Regions from separate parts of the Mus musculus genome. Here regions 1 and 2 are each linked to region 3. A link is a contact called in public Hi-C and capture Hi-C data. All regions are on one chromosome and are shown on one strand. Each heading gives the region's core, a stretch centred on a gene start, on an enhancer-like site or on the middle of the called end of the contact. The rest is flanking DNA. Distances are from core to core; before and after follow the strand shown.

Region 1 (4,477 bases), core at 266-2,765, 300 kb before region 3:
TCTACCAAACTGCAATTGGGAGACTCTGCAGTTCACCACCTCTTTCAACATCCAAGACCACAAGAGTTGTGCAATTTAGAATTTAGCGAAGGAAGAAAGAGGCTGCTGACTACTGAGAGGAACACAACTCCATGGCGACAGCTGTTGGTGACTGCCCAGCTGACTGGCAGAACTGTGTGTCATCTGTGGGAGTCCTGAGATAGATATTATGGGAGACTAGCAAGTTAACTACTATTTGGCTTGATGCTCTCTGATAGGTGTCTAAAAGGAGAACTGGCCTGGAGAAACAGCTCAGCAGTTAAGAGTACCTGCTGCTCCTGCAGAGGACCCGAGTTCACTTCCAGCACTTACACTGAGCAGCATCCAACCATCGACAACTAACTCCAGGGCATCTGGTGCCCTCTTTTGGATTTGACAGGCATGCACATATCCATACGTAGACACATCATTTAAAATAAAAGCTTTAAAAAATTATAAACAAATGAGGAACGAGCCTGATATATAGAGTCTAGCTAAGACAGCTGAACCTGACTGGAGCTATGTGGAGTTTCCGTTGTGTTTTTCACCAGGGTCTATTTAAACCAGGGCCATAATTAGTATAGTCCACAGATAGCAGTGGGCTTCTCTAGAAACCAGGAGCATGGTGGTGAGCAGAACACATTTATGGAGAAGAACTCACATAAGGAGAATAGAGCTCTCCGGTCTCTGTGATCTCGCCTGCCATCTCCAGAGAGTGAGGAAGGGCTGGCCCAAGAGGTTACTTCTATGCAGTGGCAGCAGCAGCCGCAGCTCCTAAGACAAAAGAGTAGACTTTAGTTCTCTAACTGCAGAGATGAGACTGGGGGTGGGGGGTTTGCAGTCTGCCGCTTTCACCTGTAGCCCTTTTAACTCAGACACTTTGGTCTCCCTATCTGCCATGAGACAGCCTTGGTGGGACGCGGCTTCCTGGACCATGTCTTCTAACTTGATTTGCTATGCAAGGCACTTCTCGGTGCCTGGATGCTGCTCACACTCCAAGTGACTGAAGGGGCTTTCCGGGCCTCTAAGCCTCACTAACCATCACAGCCCCCTTTACCCTAAAGTGCTTACGTCCGTTTCATTATCTATGAGCTCACTACTACACAGGACAGCCCACACAGCTGTCTGCTTCTCCGCCCACAGCGGGAGTCAGCTTTTCCAAGGTCGCCCCTCCATCCTAACTCCTTGTCCCAAAGCCTCTTCTTTTAAATGGGGCCTCGCGCACCGACACCTGCCTTTTGCTTTGCCTTAGGGTTTCCCACCCTTAAGCCTCCCCTCTCTTCTCCAGAGCCGGTCCCTCAGTCTCCCCTTCCCCTCCCTTCCAGGTGAAACTCTAAAATTCACATCCATCTTCACCCTGTCCTGCCCTCCTGCCCGTCCCAGACCTGCAGCACAGCTAGCTTCCAGGCACAGTGGCCACCGCCTCCAGCTCTGCAGCTGCCACCCGGCACCAGCGGCCCCGCACCAGCGCCCGCTACGCGCACGCGCACGCTTCCCAGTCCCCCGTCCAAGCGAGCGCGTGGGGAGGGGCGCAGTGCGTTGATTGGATGCCTCGCGGGGGCGGGGCCGGGATTGGGCTTTGCGGCTGCCGTCTGCCTGGCGGAAGCGGACAGCAAGCCCCTCTACGCGCATGCGGAAAGCCTGTTTCTCCGGGACAGACGCTGACGCCTGTCGTTGGGGACGCCTTCCTCGGCAGGGGGTGGTTGTGAGCTTTGCAGTTTGCAAACTACAGCGCTTAGACGGCCGAGGAACCACGCAAAGGGCTGAGGCCTGAGAACTTTGAGTGGGGCTTGGGGACAGGAAAACGGAAGGGCCAGAGCCGAGTGACGTGGACTCTGGACGCTGGAGGCTAGGGTTGGAAACAGGTTAAAAAAAGGATTAACAGGTCATTTGGGGGTGGACGGGCATGTTGTGTAGGAATGGGCTGGAAACCGAGCCAGAACTTGGCCCCTGGGTGAGAGCCCAGATGTATTGACCACTTCGGCTCTTTCTCTTACAAGAGTTTTAGAATCCCCGTTCTTTCACGTAGTTGTGAGGGGAAGGCAGGACGCTCTTCTGTCAACATAGCTCCACTGCTACAGAAAGAGTTCCACCCTGCGTGGGAAGACACTATGGGGGCTCTGAAGTCTTTAACTCTCCCCACTAGTAGGCAGCTACAATGAAGCTGAATCAGAACACCATGCTAGTGGGCAAGAAGGTGGTCCTGGTACCCTACACCTCCGAGCATGTGCCCAGGTAACTAACTCATTACCCGACTGGTTGTAGCGTGGAGGGCAATTGGAAACAGGGTGCCTTAATCTAGGAGCCTGTCTTGTTTAACAAACGTCACTTGTGTGGTGCTGTACACCTTTGATTCTGGCCCAACACTTGGGAGACAGAGGCAGGTCCATCTCTTCCGTGAGATTGAGGCTAGCCTGGGCAATATAATAAGTTCCAGGCCAGCTAGGGATACTTAATGAGACTGTGACTCAAAGTGGGGGGTTGGGGGTGGGAATTACATGCAGGAGGAATAAAGCTGAAGTGGAGGGCTCATTTTTCATTTATTTTCCTTGTCATCCATCTCTCTGCTTTCTTTTTGGCTTTTCAATGAGGGATTACATCATCTAGATGTGTGTGTAACAAAAAAACAAAGCCATGTCTTCTTCCCTCGTTCTAAATTACTTATGGCGTTCCCTGGTATCCTCTGGAGACTTAACGTGTGCTTGTCCCAGATGTTGAATTCATTATTTTGATGCCTACTGTTTAAAGGCCAGAAGTGAGATTCAGGGACTCTTTGTGAGGTTAGTTGGCAAACATCTGACAGATTGAGAAGCTGGCTCTGTAGGGGACAATAGTTTTGCATTGGGGAGATCTGTCACCCTGCCTTGTAGAGGTCTCCTCAGCCCTCTTTGCTGGGCTGGACTGGCATACCCTTACCCTCAGGAACTGGGGGAGTGTTTGGTTTTATATTACCTGGGTGGGAAGCTGGGCCCCTAGAGCTACCCTCTCTGCTGCTGCCTGAGAAAAGAACCTACCTTTCCTGCCTACCCATACCCACTTCACCTCAGAAAGCACAAACTCAGACTTTTTGTGGTTTTTCTTTTTCTTTTTTTGAGTGGGGTATTTTTTTAATCGATTATATATTAACTGAATACCTACAATGTTTTTGTTTTTATCCCCCCCCCCCCCCCCGAGATAGGGTTTCTCTGTTTCTCTGTGTAGCCCTGGCTGTCCTGGAACTCACTTTGTAGACCATGCTGGCCTCGAACTCAGAAATCCACCTGTCTCTGCCTCCCAAGTGCTGGGATCAAAGGCGTGCGCCACCACTGCCCAGCTACAATGTGTTTAGACATAGAGTGAAAATGACTAACGTCCTTACTTCCACAGCACTTATCCTGTGTGGGCAAAACCAGAAAAGAGCGGATGTCACATCCGTATTTTATTTTATTTTTAAATTTATGTATATTTATTTAGAGACAGGGACTCACTGGGTAGTCCTGGCTGGCCTAGAACTATGTAGGCTATAGAAAGAGACCTACCTGCCTTTGCCTCCCTGGTGCTGGGACTAAAGCATGCGCCACCACACCCAGTGTCAGATTCTTGTTTGTTTGTACCTTATACTTCATTGCTGCTTGGATATTGTAGTGTTGAGAGCCTGGCATAGAATACTCCCAAACAGAGCTTAAACACTTCCTCCTCTTCCTGTTCATTTGCTTTGAAGAAAGGGTCTCCTAGAACGCAGGGTAGCTTTGAACGGGCTGCTCCTCCTGGCTCCACCCCCCTGGGTGCTGAGCCTCCAGGCCTGTCCCTCCACACCCAGGAAGCCCAGTGCTGTTGAGTCAGTATCTCTCATCTAAGGCAGGCCTTTGCCCCTCCCCACCCCTGCAGATACCACGAGTGGATGAAGTCAGAAGAACTGCGGCATCTGACAGCCTCAGAGCAGCTGACCCTACAGCAGGAGTATGAGATGCAGTGTAGCTGGTGTGAAGATGAAGACAGTGAGGAGGCCCCCACCCCCACCCCAGGCAGCCTCCACCCTCCCTTTCTCTCACTCCTCAGCTGCTGCCCCTCCGGGGGCGTCACTAAGCTACGATGGTGACAAGTTTGGAGGTTGCTCATACTTGAACCGCTTAAAGTGAAGTGATCCCTGCGGCTGACTCCTTTTTCCTGGGCTTGGAGGGATGTAGAGAAAATAAAGCAGTTTGATTTCTAGCTGTTTGTTTAGGCCCTGCTGTCCCCTCCCTTGCTGTGTGTGGCCTGGTAGAGGTCCTCCTACCCTTCGGGTTCCTTGTTCCTTTGAGTACAGATGTCTTGGAGAAGGCTGTTTTCCACTTCAGATCAAGTCTGCAGGTGCTAACCCTGTTGCCTCTGCCCTCAGAGTGCACCTTCATTGTGCTGGATGCAGAGAAATGGCAGGCCCAGCCTCGGCCCCCTGAAGAGAGCTGCATGGTGGGAGATGTGAACCTCTTCCTCACAGACC
Region 2 (4,365 bases), core at 1,677-4,176, 260 kb before region 3:
AGAGCATCCTTCTTGAGCCTGAGCTGTAGCCCAGCTCACTGCAGGAGGAGCCTGCAGCCACCTCACCCTGAAGTCTATGCCGACGGTGGCTATGAAGGTTCCGGACAGGAAGGCCCCGTCTTTGAATTGGATCAGGAAACAGGTTTTGCCGACGCCCGAGTCTCCAAGAAGCATCACCTAGGAGATGGGGGCAGAGGCAGTTAATAGCAACTGGAGGGGGGAGAAGGGGTCTTCTGAGATTTCAGATGCCCCAGAGAGGGTCAGAGAAGGAGAGATGGGTGGAGAAGGATGTCAGCAGGACAGAGGGACACTTGCCTCCAGTGAGCCTGTCCCTGTCATCACCATGCCTCTCTCCCCCAGTCTCCTTGCCTCAGCCTCTGAGGTTCTCCCTCTGAGCTTCTTGTACTAGTCAATGTCCTTGAAGCTGAGCTGAGACCTCCAAAGTACTTGGAGATCCCCAGAGAACTTCACATTCCGTTGGTCTATACCTTGGATATATATTTGCCCATTGCTGGCCAGTGCAGAGACTACTGATGCTGAGTGTATGCTCAGGTGGGTGGGTCTCCCACACAGGGAAAAGGACCTCTCCTCCCGTAGCCTACCAAGACTTGACAGGTGGGTGGGAACATGGTGGTTCGGGTCCTTCATCCCAGCATTTGAGAGGCAGAGGCAGGCAGATCTCTGAGTTCAAGGACTAGCTAAGGCTAAATAACCAGCCCCCCCCCCCCATCTTTAAAAGAAGAAAGAGAAGACTTGATGGGCAGGACACTCTCTTTAAATTACTATTGTTTGAGTTTCCTTTTGGGTCAGACAATTATTTGGAAGTGTCTAATGAGGGCTTACGCTCATAATAGGCTTGCAGGAATTAGGGAAGACTGGAATTTATTCTGAGATGGGGAGCCAGCTTGTCTGAAGTTTTTAGCAGAAACCTCCCAAGAGGGACAAATGGCTGTGAACTGGCATCTTTGGGTCACTGTGGAGAACATGCAGGTATGGTAGAGGGAGTTCTCTGCTCAGTCATCTTGGAGAACGGAGGTGTAGACTCAACACTGGAATGTTCCCAGCCGTCTGGTTAGACTGCTAATAAGGTTGGAATTGCTCAGGGCTCTCTGAACTTGATAGCGGAGCCACAAAGCTAAAAAGCTTTTCTTCCTTAGCTATGGGGTCTTGGGCCTGATTAGTTGATTGTGGGGCAGAGATGTCAGAGTGGGTCGGAAAGGAAGGGATGCAAGGCTGAGTTCCCGAATTATAAAAACCCTACTGTGTGCTTTGGGGAAATTTTCATCGGCTTGCCCACCATAGTAGGAGGAAAGTGGGGGTGGGGTGGGGGAGTGGGGCTCGTTCCTTTGCAGCCTTTCTGGAGCTTGTCAATGACTAACGACAAGATTGATGGGGACCACTTAAGAAGAGTGCCCAAGACCCCAGACCTAAGGTGCTCCAAGGATCTTTTCTCATCATGCTCTTTTCCCACAGCTACAGACTCAGGACTGGGCCAAGCCTGGCAGGCTGGGGGTCAGCTATTTTGCAGGTGCTCCCAGCAGGCACTCTGATGGCTCTGGGGCCCCAGCCATACAGGGGGAGGGAGGGAGGGAGGCAGGCGAATACCGGTATTTGTGTACTTTACAGATCACAGCTGCCTTGAGCAAATGATGCAGCCGGTCACCCAGCCCATCAAGTCCACCAAACACAAACAGCTGCTCAGCCTTGCCACCTCCTAGGTAAACAGCTCAGTTGTCCTGCAGGGCTAGGAGGTCAGGAGATCCCCATCAGCCTGGGGGTGGGGGCTGGCCATCAGCAACTCCCCTCCCCTGAGGACTTAGAGCCCCATTTCCTGCCACAAGCCCACACAGGACGCCTATCTCAACGTCTCTGGGTGGGTAGGCTGGCTGACTGGCTTCCCCTGAAACCCTAGGGGGTGGAGATGTGAAGCTCCTAGTGAGAGTGAGATCTGGTGTTTGAGAGGAACCAAGACCCTGAAAGAGGCAGGTACCCTTCAAGACCAGGCATCACTTCTACCTGGCATAGCTCTTACTTCTCTCTCCTAAACCCTGTAGAAAAATAGTGCAAGAGGCTGGCTGGCTCAGCATCTCTTTTTAGAGTTCCATGTACTTGCTTAAGCCAAGGACACCAATAAGAGAGGTGGTGACAGACATCCTTTTATTCAGGGCATTCCTGCAGAATGTATGCACCCCAGAGAGTTGCCTTTAAGGTCGTCGGGGGGCCGGGCGGGGGGAGGGGGAGAGTGGGCCATGGTCACTAATTGCCATGTTCTTTCTCAGCTTCTGAAAATTCCCAAGTGGACTTGTAGGCTGGCTACATGCAGCCTGGGGTGTTGGGAAGGAGCTGTGAGTCTATGTCTGGAGGCAGTGGGGAGGGGAAGGGTGGGATGTACCGCTGAGTGGGGACCCAAAGCACTGCACGCCTGTGACAGGTGTCACTTTTTGAGGCTTAGCTCAAAAAGGGCATTAACCTTGAGATGCCTCTGAAGGCGGGGATGCCCTGTCTGTGTCTTCAGAGAGTCCCTGTCTCCCAGTATTCCAAAGTGTGGCAGAAGGAACTGGGTTTTTGTTCCTAGGGTGGGGGAGTCTTAGTCTTTCAGATCTGCCTTACCCCATGCCCTCCGAGGTCAGCCTAGAACCCTAGAGACTGGGATGAGCCCAGGGGTTATGCCCCAGACCAGAGACCCAGCTGACACTTCCAGAAGAGGGGTGTAGACAGGGAAGGACAGGGTCCTAAGGCAAAGGACATCGGGAGGGATGTCCCTAAGTGCCGGCCTGGGGGGTCCCCAGCACTGAGCGCAGAGCCCACCCACCTTGCCGGTGAGATCGTAGTTCGGGCTGAAGGGCGGGGAGCGCTCAGGGGCCTCGCCATCCCCAGCGGTAGCAGCTCCTGGTGTGCCAGTCATGTCCCCGGACAGTCAGAGGTGAGCCCGGCTCGAAGCAAGCGAGGGAGAGCGAGGAACCGCCCTGCCCTAGGCTCCGCCCACTCCTCCCTCCCCATCCACCAACCGGCTCGGACCCTGATAGACTCCTCCCTCCGTCCCGCCATCCCCTCGACGACGCCAGCCAGGACGTCTGAGACTCGCAGAATGCACACCCTAGGGAGTGGCAGTCCCCCTGAGAGACATTAGCCTAGTTTAGTGCTCTTACAGCACGGAATGAGTCCTGCTACAGGACCAGCCCATTAAGGTCGCAGTGGTGAAGTTAGATTGCCATCGAGGCTGCGGACCCGGGAGACCCAGCTAGCTGCGGAAGGTGTGGGGCTTGGTTTCCTACTGCGGCAATGCAGTGGCCAGCAGGGCGCGCCCGAGCTCCAGCCAGTTGACAGTCCGGTACTTACCTGCAGGCAAGAAGCTGGGGACGTCCCTGAACAATGTTGGACAGGAAGTTGCATTCTGAGACTAGCACCCAAGCGGTTCTGATAGACCTCAGCTCATCTGAGCCTACTTTTTCACCGACACTCACCTTGGAGCGCACTGACCATCTGGGGAGCTCCTGGGTGGTGCTAACACTTGGAGCTCTTTGCCATGTTTCTCCCTCATTTGTTAGTCTAAGCCCCTGATGTCCTCCCACCACGGGAAGGTGAGCTCTTGAAGCCCATCTTTCCAAGGGGACAAGATAGGGCCAACATTATTCAGGGAAGGCCTAGGCCTAGCCACCGAGTGGGTGCCACAGGAATTCATGAAGTCGTGGGTCGTTTTGAGCTGTTTCTAGTACAGCCCAGGAACCCTGCAGCTCCGGATGACGGGGGATATGGAGAATCTGGGGTTGCACATACCAGGGTTCAGTAGCTTGTGGGCCAACTTTTCAACATCTCAACGCTGTATAGAAAGGAACAGGATGCGGGGACTGGATGCGGGGTGTAGGAAGGGGGTTGGGCCCCTCAACTTTTTAGGTGAGGGCAGTGAGGGCTGGCTTTGGGGTGACTATGACTTGGGAAATGGCTGTGTACATCAGCAGGAACTATTTCATGACAGCTGAGAGGAGATCCCGGAGCCTGGATGGAGGTGACTTTGTCGAGGTGGGAATTGGAGAGGGGTAGTGGCTTGCCCCTTGCTCACCGTCCACTGAAAACTAATGTTGTGGGGGTACATCGTGTCCCCCAAGAGATATGCTGAAGTCCTAGGCACTGGTACCCAAAATGTGTGTGGCCTTCCTTGGCAACAGGAACATTAGAGATGTAGGTTAGAACTGGGCCATACTGGAATAGGGGTTCCGTGATGGTTAATACTGATCATTAACTTGGCAGGCCCTAGAGTCATGCTGTGAGGGAATATCTTAATTAGGTTGACCGAGGTGGGAAGACCCACTCCAGAGGAGGGCAGCATGAAAAGGAAGAGATCACACCTCTTGTTCTCTGTTGCTT
Region 3 (4,283 bases), core at 1,490-3,989:
TACTTGTATATTTGTATGTGAGTTTATATGCACCACACATATACATGGAGCCCATGGAGACCAGAAGAGGGTGTGAGAAGCCCTGAAACCAGAGTTATAGGTGGCTATGTGTATACATTATGTTTTTGTATGTTGTGCAAAGTTTACCCTTGTTCATTTCTCTGCCCACATCTCTTGTTTCAATCCAGACATGGCATTGCTATGTTTATTCTTAAAAGCTCCTGTCTCAAGTTTGCATAAACATGCTCCTCATTTGTTCTCTGCCTTGCCAAGAAAAACCAACAAGCCAATACAGAGCTTTGGAGAGAAGGGGTGGGACTTCCGGTTCTAGGAGGAAATGAAAGAGAGCCAGGAGGGAGGTGGAGAAAACATCAGGAAAGGAGCGCTGGATAAGAGACAACAGAAATTCAAGAAAGATGGGGATATTGTCTGGGAGGAGGCCTGACTAACTTGGAAGTTTAGAAAGGAGTAATGATTGCTCAGTATCTGCCTCAAGGCAATTTTAATAAACCTTGGTCTCCCTGTATGGTTATTGGGGAACTAGGAGAGGTTAAGGAATCACGGATGCTGTACTAATTTTATGGATCAATATTAATATAATAATAATTCTACAGTTCTGAACCACTATGTGGGTTCTGAAAACCAAACCCAGGACCTCTGGAAGAGCAGTAAGTGCACTTAACACTGAGCTATCTCTCCATGATTTGTTTTTAATTATGTGTATGTGTGCGTATGTGCACGGGAGCACGGTACCTACAGAGACTAGGAGGAGCACCGAGTCCCACTCATCTTTGCACCCCCGGCTCTGGGGATATGCATGCATAACAAATCCAATTTTCATGTGAATGCTTGAAATCCAAACTCAGGTGCCCACTTTCTCCACTAAGTCATCCCCTGCACCCGACGTGCTTAATAAGTAAACAGCAGTTTCCAGCCCTCCTGTACCTTTCCTGGCTTGCAAGGATGCTCCTCCACCGCCAGTAGATGGTTGGCTTTCTAACTTTCCACCACTTCCCTTAGCAGGGCACTTTAAATCCCCTTAAATCCCAAAGGGGGAAAAATGAAGAAGAAGAAGACAACCCAAATAAATAAAGGGAAAAATAGCCAAGATAATTTTTTTCAAACCTCTGTGAATAAGTGTGTAAACCCAGATGAAACCAGTGTCTTTCTTTCTCTCTTCCTTTCTTTCTCTCTTTCTTGCTTTCTCTCTCTCTCTCTCTCTCTCTCTTTATTTATTTATTTATTTTGAGGCAAGATTTTTTTTCTATGTAACCCTGCCTGGCCTGAAACTTACTATGTAGAATAGGCTGGTCTTAAACTTACAGAGATCTGCCCGCCTTTGCCTCCAGAGTACTGGGATTAGAAATTTTTTCCTTTAGGGGTGTGGCTATTGGCAGGTTGCCTCTGCCCCAGTGGATGACCCCATACCCACGTGCATAGAGCCAGTGCTAATCATTCAATGGTTTTTTTAAAAAATATATAAATAATACTAAGTTGGAGGGAGATGTGTTGAACAGACTTGGGGAATCAGACTTGGGGAGGTCAGATATGGTCAGACTACATTGTTCACATACATGAAATTTTCGAAGAGTAAAGAACCAAAAAAGAAGTCTGTGGGGTGTGGTGGTGCACACCTTTAATCCCAGCATTTTGGAGGCCGAGAAAGGCAGTCTCTGTGAGTTCATAGCCACCCTAGTCCACAGAGTGAGATCCAAGGCTAATCAGTGAGACTTATCCCAAAAAGAAAATGAAAAAAAAAAAACCTTACAAAAAAGAAAGAAAGAAAGAAAGGAAGGGAGGAAGAAAGAAAGAAAGAAAGAAAGAAAGAGAGAGAGAGAAAGAAAGAACAAACAAGGCTACACAGAGAAACCCTGCCTTGAAAACCCAAAAAGGGGGGGGGGGACCCAAGAAGAAAAGAAAGAAAGAGGGAAAGATGGAAGGAAGGAAGAGAAGGAAAGAAAGATAGACAGATTAAATTTTTTCACACACATCCACACCAGCACGTGCCTGTCAGGGCCTCTCAACACAACCACTGTCCACTCATACTGGTACCACCTGCCCTGACCTCCTGTTTTCTATTCTAAACCATCCAAAAATCCTCTGGGCACCCGTCCTGGACAGCCACCAGCCCCCACCGTGTGTTGACTTGTCTCTTGTTCTGACAGCTGTGTGCAGAGGGAGATCCCGGTCCCTTCCCCCCAAGCACGGCCCTTTCTTTGGTCATCCACCTTACATGAAGGACTCAGCTGCCACATTTGGTGTTGTGCACAGAGAGATCCCCATTCCAGTGCCTCACACTGCATCTCCCCGAAGCCCCCCGCCCTCCCGGGCAGACACTACCTCACCTGGAAGCCAAAAAAGCAGCAGCAGCAGCAACAGTGTGGGCAGCCACACAGCTGAGGCCAGTTGGGTCATTTCTCCCACACACGGGTCACCGGCAGGCAGGCCACGGCTGGACGCTCCACGGTTCAGTCCCGCTGGGGGACGGCCAGTCTCTGAGACGCCCACTTCTGCTTTTCTTTGTGTCTAGCTGTTTTGCTTCCGACTTTCCTCAGTTCTGTTCCTGGAGCTACGGGAGAAACTAAAAGAATCGGAAGGAGCCGAGGCGAGCTGATGAACCCCCCGTGAGGCTCTGATCTCATGACTGCCAGGCTGCCATGACAGCCTGATGACCCCTGCTTGCGTCTGGCTCAGGGTGCAGGGCCAGGTTTCATTCTGACTGGCACCCAGTCACTCCTCCTTTCCTTGTGGGAAGAATGGCAGCCTTGTGGAGAGGAAGACCTGCTAGCCCTGCCTGGGTGGTGCCCACTATGAAGCCTTCCTGGGAGCTCTAGGCCTGGACCCCCAAAAATTCCTGAAGGGTTTCTGGTGTTGGAAAATGTGTCTTCCATTTGACCAGGGGCTCTCCAGGCTGCGACCTTCTTTCTTGTGTAGCCCCATTGAACTTGAGCAAGGACCCAGACAACTTGCAGATCTCCCTCTTTCTCTGGTCCACGGAGACACCAAACATGTACACAGGGGTCCTGTGAACCCTTCCAGCTCGTACAGAATGGCACGAAAGCCCAGGAAACTCTGACCTTATTGTAAAACAGGTCACCCAATAGCTAGCTATTATACTATATTAATCATATAATAATAGTAGTTATTAAAGCCGCAGGCAGCCCTATGCCAATGATGAGGTCCCGAGAGCGCCCTCCCTTCCAGATCCTCCTCAGCATCTCACGCTTTCCTCCTCTTGCTACAAATGTGCCCTCGAAGATACCTGCTAGTTACACTGCTAGACGGGTGGAAGACAACGCTTCAGGATCCTGAAGAAATTTCTCTGATGGCCAGGTACGGGGACATACCCCTATTATACAACTATTCTGGAGACTGAGTCAGGAGCATTGCTGGAACCCACAAGTCTGGAGAGACTGTTTCAACAACAAGAAAACACACCACTCTTTGATAGTAATAGCATCATATGTCAACTAAAGATCAGTATGGAACTTTGTGTTCTAGATACTTGGCTTGGTCAGTGTTTCTTTGCTGTGAAGAGACACCATGACCACAGCAAGTGTTATCTATAAAAAGCATTTAAGTGGGGCTGACTTACAGTGTCACAGGTCTAGTCCATTGTCATCACCACAGGAAGCATGGTGGCCTGGAGGCAGACATGGTGCCGGAGAACGAGCTATGAGTTCTACATCCAGATCAGCAGGCAGCAGGAAGAGAGACACTGACTGGGACTCAAAGCCCACTCCCCCAGAGAAAATTTCCTTCAAGAAGGCCACACCTCCTGATCCTTTCAAAGAATGCCACGCCCTGGTGACCAAGTATTCATAACGATGATCCTATGGGAGTCATTCTCATTCAAGCCACCACAGTACTTCTAAAATTAAAAACAAACTAACAGGGCTGGAGAGATGGCTCAGAGGTTAGGAGCACTGACTGCTCTTCCAGACGTCCTGAGTTCAAATCCCAGCAACCACATGGTGGCTCACAACCATGTGTAATGGGATCCGATGCCCTCTTCTAGTGTGTCTGAAGACAGTGACTGTGTACTCAAATAAATAAAATCAATAAATCTTTAAAAACAAACAAACAAACATTAAACTGTACATGGTGGTACATGCCTTTAATTCCAGCACTTGGGAGGCAGAGGCAGGAGGATTTCTGTGAAGCCAGCCTGCTCTACTTAGTGGATTTCCAGATAACCAGAGCTACATAATGTGACCCTATATCAAAAAAAAAAAAAAAAAGGAAAGGAAAGGAGAAGGAGAAGGAGAAGGAGAAGGAGAAGG

What was found. A called contact is a pair of places that touch in the nucleus more often than the background predicts. Capture Hi-C pulls out chosen DNA fragments and counts their contacts.
Region 1: a contact with region 3 is called in a capture Hi-C map of macrophages, with 4 times the contacts expected there. The contact joins the promoter of Tmem104 here to the promoter of Cd300a in region 3. A contact is called at or near these places in 2 of 39 promoter capture datasets (the HPC-7 cell line and hippocampal neurons), 2 of 484 Hi-C or Micro-C datasets (cerebellum and cortical neurons) and 1 of 9 other capture datasets (macrophages).
Region 2: a Hi-C map of cerebellar granule neurons shows a contact between it and region 3, with 2.3 times the contacts expected there. The contact joins the promoter of Rab37 here to the promoter of Cd300a in region 3. A contact is called at or near these places in 8 of 39 promoter capture datasets (the 3T3-L1 cell line, the C10 cell line, HPC-7-derived erythroid cells and 5 more), 6 of 484 Hi-C or Micro-C datasets (cardiomyocytes, cerebellar granule neurons, cerebellum and 2 more), 3 of 115 datasets of contacts at active chromatin or transcription factors (the HPC-7 cell line, bone marrow-derived macrophages and pancreatic cancer cells) and 2 of 9 other capture datasets (adipose tissue and liver).

Annotation. Positions count from the first base shown.
Region 1 is chr11:115,184,525-115,189,001 of GRCm38.p6, reverse strand. It overlaps Tmem104 (transmembrane protein 104), which reads right to left and starts at 1,515. Exons shown (of 10, transcript NM_001033393.2): 1 at 1,404-1,515; 2 at 680-792. The coding sequence starts at 724. Nat9 (N-acetyltransferase 9 (GCN5-related, putative)) reads left to right here and starts at 1,603. Exons shown (of 7, transcript NM_025400.4): 1 at 1,603-1,883; 2 at 2,165-2,253; 3 at 3,886-3,995; 4 at 4,376-4,477. The coding sequence starts at 2,177.
Region 2 is chr11:115,152,739-115,157,103 of GRCm38.p6, reverse strand. Rab37 (RAB37, member RAS oncogene family) reads right to left here and starts at 2,926. Exons shown (of 9, transcript NM_021411.4): 1 at 2,813-2,926; 2 at 67-177. The coding sequence starts at 2,905.
Region 3 is chr11:114,888,497-114,892,779 of GRCm38.p6, reverse strand. Cd300a (CD300A molecule) reads right to left here and starts at 2,739. Exons shown (of 7, transcript NM_170758.4): 1 at 2,346-2,739. The coding sequence starts at 2,415.